2 separate regions of the Gossypium hirsutum genome follow, and region 1 is linked to region 2. The links are chromatin contacts, called in public Hi-C maps. All regions are on one chromosome and are shown on one strand. Each heading gives the region's core, a stretch centred on a gene start, on an enhancer-like site or on the middle of the called end of the contact. The rest is flanking DNA. Distances are from core to core; before and after follow the strand shown.

Evidence for each region. A called contact is a pair of places that touch in the nucleus more often than the background predicts.
Region 1: a contact with region 2 is called in a Hi-C map of leaf, with 3 times the contacts expected there. The contact joins the promoter of LOC107950771 here to the enhancer-like site in region 2. A contact is called at or near these places in 8 of 34 Hi-C or Micro-C datasets (hypocotyl, leaf and seedling).

Annotation. Positions count from the first base shown.
Region 1 is chrD03:34,314,374-34,321,900 of Gossypium_hirsutum_v2.1, forward strand. It overlaps LOC107950771 (F-box protein SKIP8), which reads left to right and starts at 4,258. Exons shown (of 3, transcript XM_016885729.2): 1 at 4,258-5,003; 2 at 5,122-5,318; 3 at 5,914-6,402. The coding sequence starts at 4,548. The coding sequence ends at 6,169. It overlaps TRNAQ-CUG (transfer RNA glutamine (anticodon CUG)), which reads left to right and starts at 6,605; the gene lies at 6,605-6,676.
Region 2 is chrD03:34,166,900-34,174,376 of Gossypium_hirsutum_v2.1, forward strand. It overlaps the pseudogene LOC107950949. Among protein-coding and RNA genes, the nearest start is that of LOC107950768, 62 kb to the right of the region's middle. Within about 2 kb of position 5,207, at least 2 of the 9 cell types and tissues checked have an H3K27ac peak or open chromatin away from gene starts, as enhancers often do.

The sequences.
Region 1 (7,527 bases), core at 3,008-5,507, 150 kb after region 2:
AAAGACAAATAAATCTTGAGGAGAAAAAGATGGTTAGTTCAAAAATATATGACAATAAAGAAATAGAGAACTAGCATAAATAACAAAAATACCAGAGTATCTTATAATACTAATAAAAAAATTAAGGTTAAAAAATATATATATACAAAATGAGCAAAAGTAATAGTGCAAATGTGATGAACAATGATAAGAAAAATGCAAACTTAAAATACTACTCTAATCGTCATCATGAGGAGAGAAAGGAGGTGTCGAAGGAAAATGAGTAAAGAGAGATTCCATTTGCATCTCTGATACTGAAAATCGAGATTTAACATCATCTCGATGAGCTTTAAACTCATCTTGAAGTCCCCAAACATTGCGACTCAAGGAATGTAGAGCGTTGAGGATGGTAACATTGATATCGAACGCAGGCTGAGTAGCTTGAAAGGAAGAAGTCGGAGGAGGAACATGTTCAAGTAAAAGAACATGCTCAGGTGCTGGAAGGTCTTCAAAATGTCTTCATCTTCATTTTCCACTGGATGACCACTCTTAATCCACGCACCGAAGTTGGCATTATAATGATAGCCGGCATGATGAATTGCCTCATAACTAATAGGTTGGTTAGAAGAAATGGGGGTGTCTCCAAGTGTGCTAATGCCTAGCCTCCTAAAGTTATATGACAAATAAGTTCCATAGGGAAGGGTGATAGTTGTACTCATCGCCCTCTTGATAGCCTTAGTTATGTCATTGAACATGATAAGGGCTAGGTTGGGATGCCTATCAAAATGGAAAGAATCGAGCCACCAATAATCAGTTTTATGAAGCTTAGTATGTTTCTTAATAGGACGTAGGATCAAAGTAATGATCAAATGGAGGACACGATTATGAATGTTAAGTTCGGATGCTAATCCGGACTGAATGAAGAGAGTGAGATTAAAGGGTCTTTTTTTGTCGAAGTTACCTCTAGAAGGTAAATGAAGTAAATTTCCAAAATCCTACAAAGTTAGATGGATATGGGTGTTCATTAAAAAAGAAGTAATAGCTATAACGGTGTTATTGGACTCATCGTGTTCAAGTTTAGCATTGGAGAAAAGCACTCGAACAGGATTGTAGAAAGTTAGCGAGGAAATTTTAAGAAAATCCATCCAACCCCAATTTCGAAAAATAGAAAGATAAGAAAATTTTATTCCTTCTAACATGGCTACATCAACTCTCCTAGACTCCCATACTCTGTTGGACGCAAAGTTCCTATCAAAATGTTCACAATACTCATCAGAACTAAAACATGCATTGAAGGATGATCTAGGACCACTAGGAGGATGTGATGATGATGCATCAGTTCTAGGTCATTTCTTAGGCACCATACTTTGAGAATTAAGCACTAAAGTACCACTAAAACACCAAAAAAATTCATTTAGGAATTTTGACAAACACTTGGTGTGCAAGGGTTTTAGGCAAAAAATTTAAGAAAAAGTCTAGAAAGAGGATACCCCTTGCAACAAAAAACGATGCATATAGTCCAAATCAACCCAATAGTTCATCAAAAAACAATATTCCAACCTACATTGTATAAAATCAAAAGATTGAAAATTTTAGGGTTTACCTTAAAAATGTTGAAATCTTGATGCAATGGTGTTTTAAAGGATTGCAAAGACAATATTTTTCAAAAAAGAATCAAGAGTTTTGAAGAATTTTTTAATATGAGAAAATGATTTTTGGATGAAGAGAAATGAAGTTTCTGGGTTTTTGCAAATTACTTTTGAAGAAACATGGTGTAGGTGCCTTTAAAAACCCAATGGTACCGATATTTTTATAAAAGTATTGATATTTTTTTAAATGGTATCGATACCTAATTACAGTTCTAATTTTCAAGTACAGAAAAATTATAAAAACGAAACTTTTAGGTCCTAAGGGGTTCTAAGGGTCCTAAAATGACTCTAAGATCATCCCTAATGATTTCATATGCATGAAAATGAAAATTTTAAGCATGATGCATATGATTCATGAATAAAAATTAGATTAAAAAATGCTAAATTAAAAATATTAAGTCCATTCTTAGCAAGTACAAGAGTAAAAAAAATCATGCTAGATAAATAAGGTCAAAATAAATCAAATAACCACATAAAACTCCTCCAATATTTTTGAATACAAGAGCTATGAATGTCATACTATCATGCTTTTTGCAATAAAAACACAATATACAAATTTAAAAATCAATCTATGTCCATGGAAAAATTCAACACAAAGTCAAGGCAAGTTGGTCAAACCTAGTTCTCTCCTAAGTGTCCAAAATCTCTCATTGTCTAAAGGTTTTGTAAAAATGTCAAATGTCAGCTAATTGGTTCAAAATGTCTACATACTCTAGAACTGTTTCTCCTTTTTGGACATGATCTCTAATGAAATGATTTCTTATTTCAATGTGTTTAGTCCTAGAATGTTGGATAAGATTTTTAGTGAGACAAATAGCACTAGTATTGTCACACTTTATAGGGATGGTATCTAAATCAATTTAATAGTCCTTAATTTGTTGTTTCATTCATAAAACTTGAGCATAACAACTAATGGCAGAAATATATTTCACTTTGGTGGTGGACAATGCAACACCATTTTTTTCTTTGAAAACCATGATATTAGCATGTTGCCTAGGAATTGATAATTATCAGAGGTGTTTTTTCCTATCTAATTTGCATCCTCCAAAATCCGCATCTAAGAATGCATGCAAGCTAAAGGATGAGTCTCTAGGATACCAAAGACCTAAACTGAGAGTGTCTCTAAGGAATTTAAAGATTCTCTTAAAGGCTTGCAAATGTGATTCTTTAGGACATGATTGAAATCTAGCACACATGCAAACACTAAACATGACATCGGGTGTACTTGTTGTAAGATAAAGCAAAGAGTCAATCATAGATCTATATAACTTTAAATCAACACATTTACTTTCCTTATCTTTGCCAAGCTTTGTAGAAGGGCTCATGGGAGTAGCTTGTGGTTTAAGAGTGTCCATCCCAAACTTCTTGAGCATTTCCTTTGTGTACTTAGCTTGATTGATGAAGATACTATCCTTTATTTGTTTGATTTGGAGTCCCAAAAAGAAATTTAGTTCTCCCATCATGCTCATATCAAATTCACCTTCCATTAGCTTAGAAAATTCTTGACAAAGAAGATCATTAGTAGAACAAAAAATAATATCATCAACGTATATTTGAACTACTAATAAATCATTGCCTTTTCTTTTAATAAAAAGTATTGTGTCAACCTTTCCTTTATGAAAACCTTTTTCAACAAGAAAATTTGATAATCATTCATACCAAGCTCTATGAACTTATTTCAAACTATATAAAACTTTTAATAGTTTGAAAACACGGTGAGGAAATTTTTTATCTTCAAAATTGGGTGGTTGTCCAACATATACTCCTTCATTTATAGACCCATTTAGAAAAGAACTTTTTACATCCATTAGATATAATTTAAAATCATTAAAACATGTAAAAGCTAAAAGCATGCTAATGGCTTCCATCCTAGCTACGAGAGCATAAGTTTCATCAAAATATATTCATTCATCTTGAGAGTAACCTTGAGCAACAAGTCTAGCCTTGTTTCTCACTATGTTACCACTCTCATCTAGCTTGTTCCTAGAAACCCATTTAATACCTATAGTATATTTATCTCAAGGTCTTTCAACTAGGGTTCATACTTTACTTCTCTTAAATTGATTTAACTCTTCTTGCATAACCAATATCCAATATTCATCATTTAATGTTTCTTTGATATTTTTAGGCTTAATGCATGAGATAAATGTAACATAATTACAAGTATTTCTAAGAGAAGATCTAGTAGTTACCTTTTTAGATGGATCTTCCCGAATCTTACCATTCTTCACATAGTTGAACTCTCTTGGATGAGTGACTTCCCTCTTCTCTATTGCAAATATTAGATTTGTCATTATGATAATAAATATTAAGGGAATGGATGCGAATATTAATAATAAGATATCCACTTCACTTTTAAAAAATATATTATTTGTGAATTTAATATATTGATCCATAGTCAAATCAAGATAATAAAAATATTTAAAATAATTAAAAAATATTATTTAAATTATTATTTGAATTGAAATAATATTATTTTAGATATCCATAAATATTATTTAAAATATTTTATATATTTTATGATTTAGATTTATGGTTTTCATATAAAAACACATTTGTAAAATTGTGGTGAGGAGAAATAATAGTTATTTTATTCGAAATAAAAAATTAAAAACTAAAAAGAACACATGCATCAAAACGCCGTCGAAGCAGAAATTCTATGAATCGCAATTACAGAACTGTCCCTCAATACTGACCTATTTTTCTGGTCTGAGTTCTTCTTCGACTCGGTTACGATTACGACTCTCCGCCCTCTCTTCTGGAAAAAAAATGAATTTTCGTTTAAATTTTATTTACATTTTTAATTATTTTCCCTAGAAAACAGACCATTTTTTTCTCTAATTTTCCTTTTTTTTTGTGGATTCAATTGAGATTTCTAGGGTTTTATTTAATGTACGGCGAAGATTTAATGTCGTATGAATGGAGATTGCCTATAGCCTCTCCATCGCTCTTCAATCCCATCAGCCGTTGATCACTGCAATTATCATCACCCTCCTTTCCCTCCTTGCCGTCCGTTCATTCTTCAAGAGGCCCCACCACAAATCTAACGTAACCGGTACCGCCACGTCATCCGCTAAAAAGCAAGCCAGAGAAGCCAAACCACCTTCCTCCTGCAACCATACTTCCAATTCTGCGGCGCTCCTTAACGGAGGTGCTGCTGGTCCGGCGGAGGAGGATATGGTGATGGCGGATGTTTCGAAGGCTGTGGCAGAGATGCAGAGCGGGGCGTCAATGATGGAGCAGTTGGTCCCGGAGATTACAACCCACGCGCTTAGTTACTTGGATTATCCAAGCCTTTGTCGGCTTTCCATGACTAATTCGCTTATGAGAAAGGCAGCTAATGATGATAATGCCTGGAAAGCGCTTTATCACAAGGTACCCAATTTCCCCTTCTTTTTATTGCCTTGATTTAATTGAATATTTATTTCATTATACTTACCTATTAGTGGGGTTCTTAGCATAAATCTTCTGGCTTAATATTTTTGCTTGCTAGGATTTTACTTTGGAGCAAGATACAGTAACACCTGTTAATGGGTGGAAGGCATACTACGCAGCTACAAGAGCCATTATGAATGTTAATACCGAATTCTTTAGCATCATCAAAGATAGGTCTCTTTCAGCTATGAGTCGTTTTTGGCTGAATGCGGATTATGTAAAGTGCATTCATGCGTCAGGGGTTCTTTTTTCAGGGTATGAATATGTTGCTTACTTCAATATCAGGATGTTCACTTCTTTTTTGTTCTTATGTTGCCTGAAAGTTATAGTGTTTCAGTATATAAGTTTTTGCTCGTATCTTGTTGCTTGAACATGGTAGATCTTTTTCACCTTATGATTGGGTTAAGTTGCATGGACTTGCTGACCGGTTACATAGCATAGCCGATTGAGTGTTTGTGTAGTTAAGATGTTTCTCCGAAATGCTTTGATGATTCCAAGAATATTTGAAGATAGAGAAGAGCTTTTTTAATTTGTAGGGTGATTATAGGTTGTTTGTATGACCACAATGTTAATGGCTTGAGTCTTGGTTTCGGCATTGGAAGGGTTTTACCAGCGTTTTGCTATTCGAACATAGTGAATGCCATGCTTGGCATAGAAATGCTTTTGTCTTGACATATTAGTGCAATTTAACTGTGAGAAGAAAAGAGAAAAGGCCCCATGTTTTTCTTTAATAAGTATGAGGCATATGTTAGAACAAAAGCATGCCACTTTTATGTAAATAGAATTTCGGAATAGACAAAAGATAATGTATTCAGTCAATGCCGAGAGTCATTTTTGTTATCCATTGCAGGTTTAATGCTGTAATACAGAGTTGGCAGCATGCATTTAATTGGGAGCAAGGGGTTGATTTTCAGGTTAGAGATGTTCGAGCTCGGGTATTAACGAACATGGCTTGGATTACTATGAAAACCTATGTTGATATGGATAACGTGGCATTTAACATGACTAACATCTTTGAGTTTCATCATGGACGTTGGTACCTTGTGGATCATCACTGCTCGGAGATGCTGGCCGACGGTGACATCGGACAACAAATTGTTCATTGATAACCGAAGATGAAAGAGTAATTAATACAAGGGATAATTTTAGTAGTAGTAATCTATTAGCAAAAGGCAAGTTGCCGGGAAGTTTCTCTGGGATTTATTTCAAAGATCATTCTTTTTTTTTTTTGTGGTAAATAGGTCCCTGTAACGTTTTAGCCCTTTTATTATTTGTTTTACTTTCTTAAGTATCATAATTTTGGCTGTATATATTTATATATTCTTCAGTTCTTTTTTCACATGAATGTGTACATGTGAATTGAAGATGGGTTCACAAAGTTGCATGATAACGTTCTGGATAAAATAAAATAAAAAAAGCTCAAGGAGCAACGGCTTTGAATGAATCAATATTTTGATTTAATATAATGTGGTGGTTGAACTTTTCAGGGATGGGTCAGAAGTAATAATATAAAGTGTAAAGTTGCGAATACTGTCGTCTAAGGTTCCATGGTCTAGTGGTCAGGACATTGGACTCTGAATCCAGTAACCCGAGTTCAAATCACGGTGGAACCTTATACTTTTAATTTTTTTCTACCAACCAACTAGTTCATGGCTTCAAGCTTTATTTATGGCTTATGCAATGAAAATAAAGAACAGGTTAATCTCCATTGTTATGGCCCTCGTAGCAGGGTTTCATATTGAAAGCCATAATCAGCTTACTGCTGGTTAAAGCCTTTGTTTTTGGTTGTATAGGAGGGACAAATGCCCTAAACTACTCACTGATCCACATCATATATTTGTAGAAAAGCCACCCCCACAACATCAGCCATTAACTGGTGAACAGGTGGAGGGCCTTTGAATGATGAATACCCCTAGGAATTCAATTTCAATGTCTCTAATTCCCTTTTTTTTTTCCATGCACCATAGAACAATCCCCACGATTCAGCTAAATCTATATCTCATTCGCTAAGGATGAAGTTAGAGATTTTGTTTAGAGACTGAATTAAGGAGTTGTTTGGTGATTTGTAATGTTAATTTTTCAATGGAATATGATTAATTGGAATATTATTGTTAAAAAAGTTATTTAACATGTTTGACACGTTAACACTTCCCTAAAAATATAAGGTTACTTGAAAGAATTACTCTTATTAAATAAAAATATTAATATTAATATATTTTAACATTTATCAATACATTTTATTATTAATAAATATTTGAATTAGACATTTAATAATATTTTTTAATGCTTTTTATTATTAACAAATATTTGAATTAATTCACAATGTATGATTTTTTTCATGTTTTGATCAAATTTATTATATGAATATATTCAAAAAAACAACTTGCATATTAACCCAAGATTTTGAAGAGGTACAATTTGTAAATTTTTCCTAGGTATAAATTCAAATATATTCATAAATCAT
Region 2 (7,477 bases), core at 3,957-6,456:
TGCTAATTAGACGGTGGAAATATGGTTGTCGTCAAAACGGATTAAAGAGACATCCATTCTCGATAAATTGGTCCGAACAAATAAAATACGATATAATTAAAAAAATTATTTTTAAATGAAAATATAAATAAATTTTGAATAAAAAGCTTGAGAAAGTTTGAGAGAGTTGGGAGAGTGTAACACCCCAGACCTGGCCTAGGCGTCTAGACCAAGTCCGAAGAGTTACATTAATGTTATTAAGAAAACCAACTTTTATAAGTAAAGTTAAAACCGTTTGACAAATCATAACAATCATTAAATCCAACTAATAGTTCAACAACCTTAGAAAAGTCGTAGTACTAAGAAATACTAGAACTACATGATAATATAGATAAAGGGTGATAAAGTAGATTGACTGAGCTTCCATTAGCCGACCTAATCAAGCCTGTGCGTTAATTAAAATTCGATCAACAACACAGTGAGTAGAGAACTCAGTGTATAACCAACATAGATTCAATTAGAAGCACAATTCTAATAACAAATTCTCAAATCTCAGTTTCAATCATATTCAGAAAATATTCAGCACATATTTAACGTATCAGTTATATGGCAGAACAATTCTAGTTCAAATACAGGACAGATCAGAAACATATGTAGTTATTTTTACCCCCATCTGCTACACACCATCTCCGACCATCCCAACACACCGTTAAGGGCATTTAACACCCATCCAGCCCTTCACACCATATAGTGTCAGTCTGACATGTTTAATTAGATGCAAATCGAATTGCAATTAAATGCCGAATTCTCATATAAATCATGGCTTAGCCATTGAATTAGAACATATTACTTCTTCCTTTACATAATTCCTATCCAATGCAAATGCAGATTACATATATCAAGAATATATACACAGTCATTCAGATTTAATTAATAGTTAGGTGATACGGATCAATGTCATTGACAGTCATCACAATCAATATACATTTATTCAATCAGTACCTCAATCCTAGAGCATTAGATAGCATTCATACGGTCTAATTCAGATCATAAATACACTACGGAAGGCCTACGTTCACATTAAACGACGCTTACACCCTCAGAGATAAATTTTAGACCTTACCCACACGCCTGTGTGGTTCCACACGGCCTGGCACAAGCCCATGCTCCCACCTGTGTGTCTTACACGGCCTGACACACACTCGTGTCGTTTGCCTGTATGGTCCTAAATCGCAAATAGTGAGTCACACGGCCAGGACACACACCTGTGTCTTTGGCCCGTGTGATATCTAAAAAAATAGTGAGTCACACGGCCTAGACACATGCCCGTGTCCCTAACCCACGTGATCCTTATTTTGTCCTGAGTGAGTTACATGAGTGGGAACTCTACACTAACCTGACTACACACGGCCTAGACACACGCCGTGTCCCTTGCTCGTGTGGCTCATATTTGGTAGATAGTGAGTTACGCGGCCTAACACATGGCCTGTCCTAGCCACACGACTAACACACGATCGTGTGACGTCGACAGTCATGTTTTTTGGCATCTAAAATTCGTAAAAACTTGGGTGCTCGGTATGCACTTGAAGTAATTTTGAAGTCTGAACGATTCAGAAGACTTTCAAAGTCGAAAGATCAACAACGATTACTCAGATTGACGTTTTGAGGTTCACTACTCCCGATATCCCCTCGCAATAACCTTTCAATCTATGCAACTAACAACGGATAACTTTGATTAGTCTCGTATTCAGTTATGACAATAATCAAAATAAAGAAAAATAAAATAATCGATAAGAAAAAAAGAAAAATGAAGAAGAAGAAGAAGAATGATAAAAGAAAGGAAATTAAAAGGAAGATGGAAATGTTAAATCCTAATTAACTACCAATCAGATTCCTAGCGTTTAGTAAAAATGTTCCCTATTGCACTCCTTAGGACTCGAACACAGGACCATACAAAATACAAATACTTAACCAGTGAACCAGTAGGCTCATTCTTAACATAGATTCACACAGAATTAGATTTAAATATGTAATTCAAGGATAAAGGTTATCTTAAAATAAAATAACAAAACTTCTAAAGATGCGGCTTGCACTCTCGACCTCAACCATATAAATAGAGCATATAACCACAGATACAGAGACTTAATTACAATAGAATCCAATAGTCAAACATTCAAATTTTTAGGGCGTTACAAAGAGTTTAAGAGAGTTGAGAGAGTTTGAAAGAAGGATGTGAATGAAAAAAAATTAAATTTAAGGGGTATTTATAGGGTCAAAATAATTTATCGTTAGGGTTTTCATTTTCTTATCATTTTGGTGCGGGCAACGATCAAAAAGTCGTTGAAGTTACCGTTGAGGGCAAGTGCGTCTAGCTGGGCGTGCTTTCTGACAGATGGCAGTAAAGCGCGCCTAGCTGGATGTGCTTTCGCATTCCCTCTCCTAAAACCGGCCTATTTCCCTAATTAAAATTAAAATCAACCTAAAGGCCTAAATAAAAAATAAAAACGGCCTAAACGCCTTATTTAGCTAGATAAAAGGGTAAAAAGAATATTTTATATTTTAAAAATTCATTTACTCTACTTTCCCTCCAATTTTGGGTAATTAAAAATTTGACATTTTGAGACAAAGCAAGAGTTACTAAACTTTCTTAGCTTTCCTTTACTTAAAAAACAAAAGAAATTATTCAAACAAGGGAAAATATCTTCCTTTCCTTTCTTTTATATGAACTCAATTCAAACATAGGGTTATTTGGTTTTTATATAAACTATTAATGAATATATTTATTACATAATTTTTTAGGCCTCTAACTGAGTTGGGGTCATGAGTCAATTGGACACTCATTCAGCTAAAAGTGACTAAAATGCCTTTTATATACAAAATAGGTTACATTATTATTAGAGTACTTTTTTATCTTTTTATATTTTATATAAAATCAATAAAAACTAAATTATAATGAGATATCACCCCATGACACAATAAATTTAAAATATTTAATTTTATCATTTTAACTAAAGCATTATTTGATTTTTATATCAATTTTTGACAAATTTATTTGTTACATAAATAATGGTGTACTTACTATTATTAAGTATACCATACTGTTATTAAGAGTGATGGAGTTTATGTCACTCGGCAATCAATTCAAATTTCGTTGTAAAATACTAAAAGCTTATTATATTGAGGATATTTATATCTATTTATATTTCGATAAATTTAAAAAGAATACACATAGATAGATCATAAGAACCAAAAGATTTGAAATCAAAATATTACTGTTTCAACTTTACCATTTCAACCAAAGAAGCATTTTATTTTTATTAAAATTTTTATAAATTTATTATGTAATTTTTTCACCCACATAATATGTGTATTATAATCTAATTTATATTAGGGTGGTGTTATGTTTTTATTATATCATGTTTAGTTTTTGGTTTTTTTTATGTGGTGTTTAATGGGTGATAACTATAATGAGAACTTTCAAAATTTAGCCATTAAATCAAAACAAATGTTCTAAGCTTTAAATTTTGTATTTATCTTACCTTATTAAAAAAAAAGCCAATAACACTTAATCTTTCTCTTCTTAGATTTTCGTTTTTGTTGATTGGAAAAATTGGTCGACCATTACAATAAAAAAAATTAGAATTTTTTTCTTGGTTGATTTCTAGTACTCGCTTTTTACTCAGCTAAGAAAAAAAATCTCAATTGTTTTAGAATGAAATGGTCGACAAATTTTTCAATCAAGAAAAACAAATACCTAATACACAAATTATTTAATTAATAACCCTACTATCTTGCTTTTCATTTCAAATTTTTTTCTCAAAAAAAAATCTTAAAGTAAAAATTATCCAAAAAAAATTCACACTAAAACTTCAATTACATGATGAAAAAAGAAGAAGAAAGAAATGGTGTATTGTTGATTTTACTTTAATAAAATAAGATAAATAGAAAATCTAAAGTTTATAAGTGTTGATTAGTTACTTGTGTATGTTTTATTAATTTTCTTTTTCCTCGTGTTTACGTATGAAAGAAAGAACATGAAAGTAATTTTGGCATTTGAAAAATCTGCAGCCAATATAAGTATAAATAAATGGAATGTAATTTTTTAAATTTTCGTTTGAATCAAAATGTGAATTCCGTGCATTAACCTGATGTTAAAGTAATCACACGTTCGAATCGTATTAATTATTCTTTCTCTTCTTTTATAATTTATCAAAAAGAAATCGTCAATAAATACAAAACGAGTTTAAAAAGTCCATTCATTTTTTGTGGTATTATAAATTTTATATCATGTGATGCGACATGAGATTGTTGATGCTCAAAATTTATGTTTTTGTAATATTTTTTTATAATTTTTACCCCTGTTTGACACCAATTAATTGGATTGCATCCGTAATTTGATTATATACAACATTCTTGGTGTGGGTTAATAAAAGTTAATGAGATATATTTAAAACATTATTCAAAAAATAACATTTAACAAGAATTAGATGTATAAATAAAACATTTGTTCACCCCAATACGAATATACCTTCTAAAAAGAAAAAGCGGCGGCAGCAGAAGAAGAAATAGAAAATTAGTTTACTCCAAAAACCCATCCCATCCAAAATCCCCGGTCGTAGGGAGCCTTTTCACCCTTTTCACTCCACGTGGCTATTCTTCTCATTCATTCTCAATATCTCTCTTCCTTTTTCTTTTTTCTGTGCGCTTATATATAACTAGGGATTTAAATAGCAGTCCGTTATTGAAATAGTGGCCGTTATATAATGATAACGGTACCGTCCAAAATTACTATTGTTGAAACCCGCTATACACCATAAGTAGTGTAAAATTCACTATGGCGATACCCGCAATAACCGCAATACCATCTCCGCAATCGCGATAAACGTAATAGAACCGAAAATGCGACCGCAACCGCAATTTAAATCCCTGTATATGACTCTCTCTTCTATTTTTTCCTTTTCATTCCATTAAACCCTTTTAATTTCAAAGAATTATTATTAGCCTTCTGTTACGCTCGCCTCTTCTCTCAGTTTCTTTTACTTTCAGTTTTTCTTTTTTGGTTTTGATTGGTTCGAATATGTCGAAGACTATTCTGGTGACCGGCGGAGCCGGTTATATCGGGAGCCACACGGTGTTGCAGTTGTTGTTAAGCCGTTACAAAACAGTGGTTGTTGATAATCTCGACAATTCCTCGGATGTTGCTCCCAAAAGAGTCAAAGAACTCGCGGTTTCGGCAGGAACCTTTCCTCTCACCAGGTTCGTTGAACGATTGAATTCACCTATTTACGGTTTTTTTTAAAGAAGAAAATTGAAGATGTGTAGTTTTGTAATTATTTTAATGCTAGACTGCTTAGTTGGTTTGCCAGAGAGAAATCTCACTTAATCTTTGAGTTTTCATTGTTAATTTGGAGTGTAATTAGTTTAAATTTGATTAATCGAATTTGCTATAGCTGGCAACGTGTTACGCTGTAAAATTTCGATCATATGATGTTTAATTCTTTTTACACAAAAAAAACTGTTGAAATAGTTGCAAATAGTAGACTAATTTCACATTTTCTTTTTTTCTTAAAATTTCTGCTTCTGTTTGCCATATTATCTATTTTTGGTGTATGTTTGATTAATGAAGGAATTCGTGAATTGATTTCCATTCAACTATGTTATTAATTTATAAGTGCTTTTAAAAGTTAAATAAGTTGAAGAGTTTAAGAGAATCGGTGAGAATATGATCTTCTTTCTACTTGTGAATTCCATATCAAATGCATTAAATGGTAATACTTAAAAATATTTGTCAAAATCTGCTTAATTAAGCAACATAATAATTTGATTAAACAGATTTAAAGTCGGTGAATATTCCTTAAATATAAAAGAATATAATAATATAGTCCGTTTGGTTTTGTTTAATGTTTCAATTGTATTATTTTATTGTCGGTTCCCAAAAAGTGTTTTTTCCCATGTCTTTTGATCTGTATTTTACCCCCCTTTTTTTTAATATACATGGAAGGACTCTTTTGAATGGGAAATGATTGGATCTATTAATTGTTTTTCTTGATAATATTTAAAAGCTTTAAACATAAAATTTTTCTTCGGTAATTAATTGTTATCTCTTTTATCATCTGGAAACTGTTGAAGGGTCTCTATTATTATGTTTTTGCTTCAATTAATATACATTGGGATTTGTCTGATATTGCCTATAAATCAAATCCATCATGTGCTGCTGTATTATTGTCCCAAAATTAACAAGAATCATTAAATCACTTAAAACATGAAGTCATTGAAGTATTAACTAAGATTTGGACCACTGGTTTCAACTGCAGGTGGACCTTCGTGATAGACCAGCCATTCAAAAAATATTTGCTCAGACAAAGTACCGTCAGGAATTTATATTATATGTTTGGTTTTTTATTGTGCCTTCTCTACTTGCTCAAATTTCTAAGGTTATTACATTATCAGATTTGATGCTGTGATTCACTTTGCTGGACTAAACGCAGTTGGTGAAAGTGTAAGTAAACCATTGCTCTATCATGACAACAATATCATTGGGACAATACTCCTGTTGGAAGTCATGGCTGCACATGGATGTAACAATGTACATTTCTTTCCCTTCCTAGTGTGTGGGATAGTGTTTGCTCTCTTTTTTCCCTTTTGGCATCTGCTATGGAAATCATTAGAACCAGAGACGAAACAGACTTCGGTTTCTTCTTGATCAAACTGTAATCACAAACATACTAGCACCTTGTTAGATTCAGTTTATGGATTGTTTTGGCTTCTTGAGTTTTAGAAGTTGACCGATCTAATATGATACATTGCAGCTTGTCTTTTCATCATCTGCTGCTGTTTATGGCTGGCCAAAGAAGGTTCCATGTACAGAAGAGTTCCCCCTGTCTGCAGTGAATCCATACGGACGAACCAAGGTATGCGATGAGCATTTAACTGCATACCATTTAGCAGCTCAAGGAAACAATGTCTTCTTTTTTATGAATCCATTATGAATACTTTGGCATTTGTCAATTAAGAATAGTGTCATCTAATCATATTTGACATGGTGGTTCAGCTTTTCATTGAAGAGATTTGCCGCGACCTCCGTAATTCTGATTCTCAATGGAAGATCATACTGCTAAGATATTTTAATCCAGTTGGTGCTCATCCCAGTGGCCACATAGGTGAGGATCCCCGGGGTACTCCAAACAATCTCATGCCTTTTGTACAACAAGTTGCTGTTGGTAGGCTGCAAGCATTGACAGTGTTTGGAAAAGATTATGCAACGAAGGATGGTACCGGGGTAAGATTTTTTCTGTATGACACCTTCTTAGGTTCCAATGAATCTTGTTTCATATTTCAGAATTCGTTTTGAGTATGTTTATGAACTGGGATATGATTTTGAGTTCTACTGAGCTTCTACCAACAACTTTCTTTGTTAATTAAGCTTGATATTGTTAATCTCGATTTCGTCTACTCCTTGACACTGTGAATCCATGTTTTAAGCAAAACCTTTCTTTCC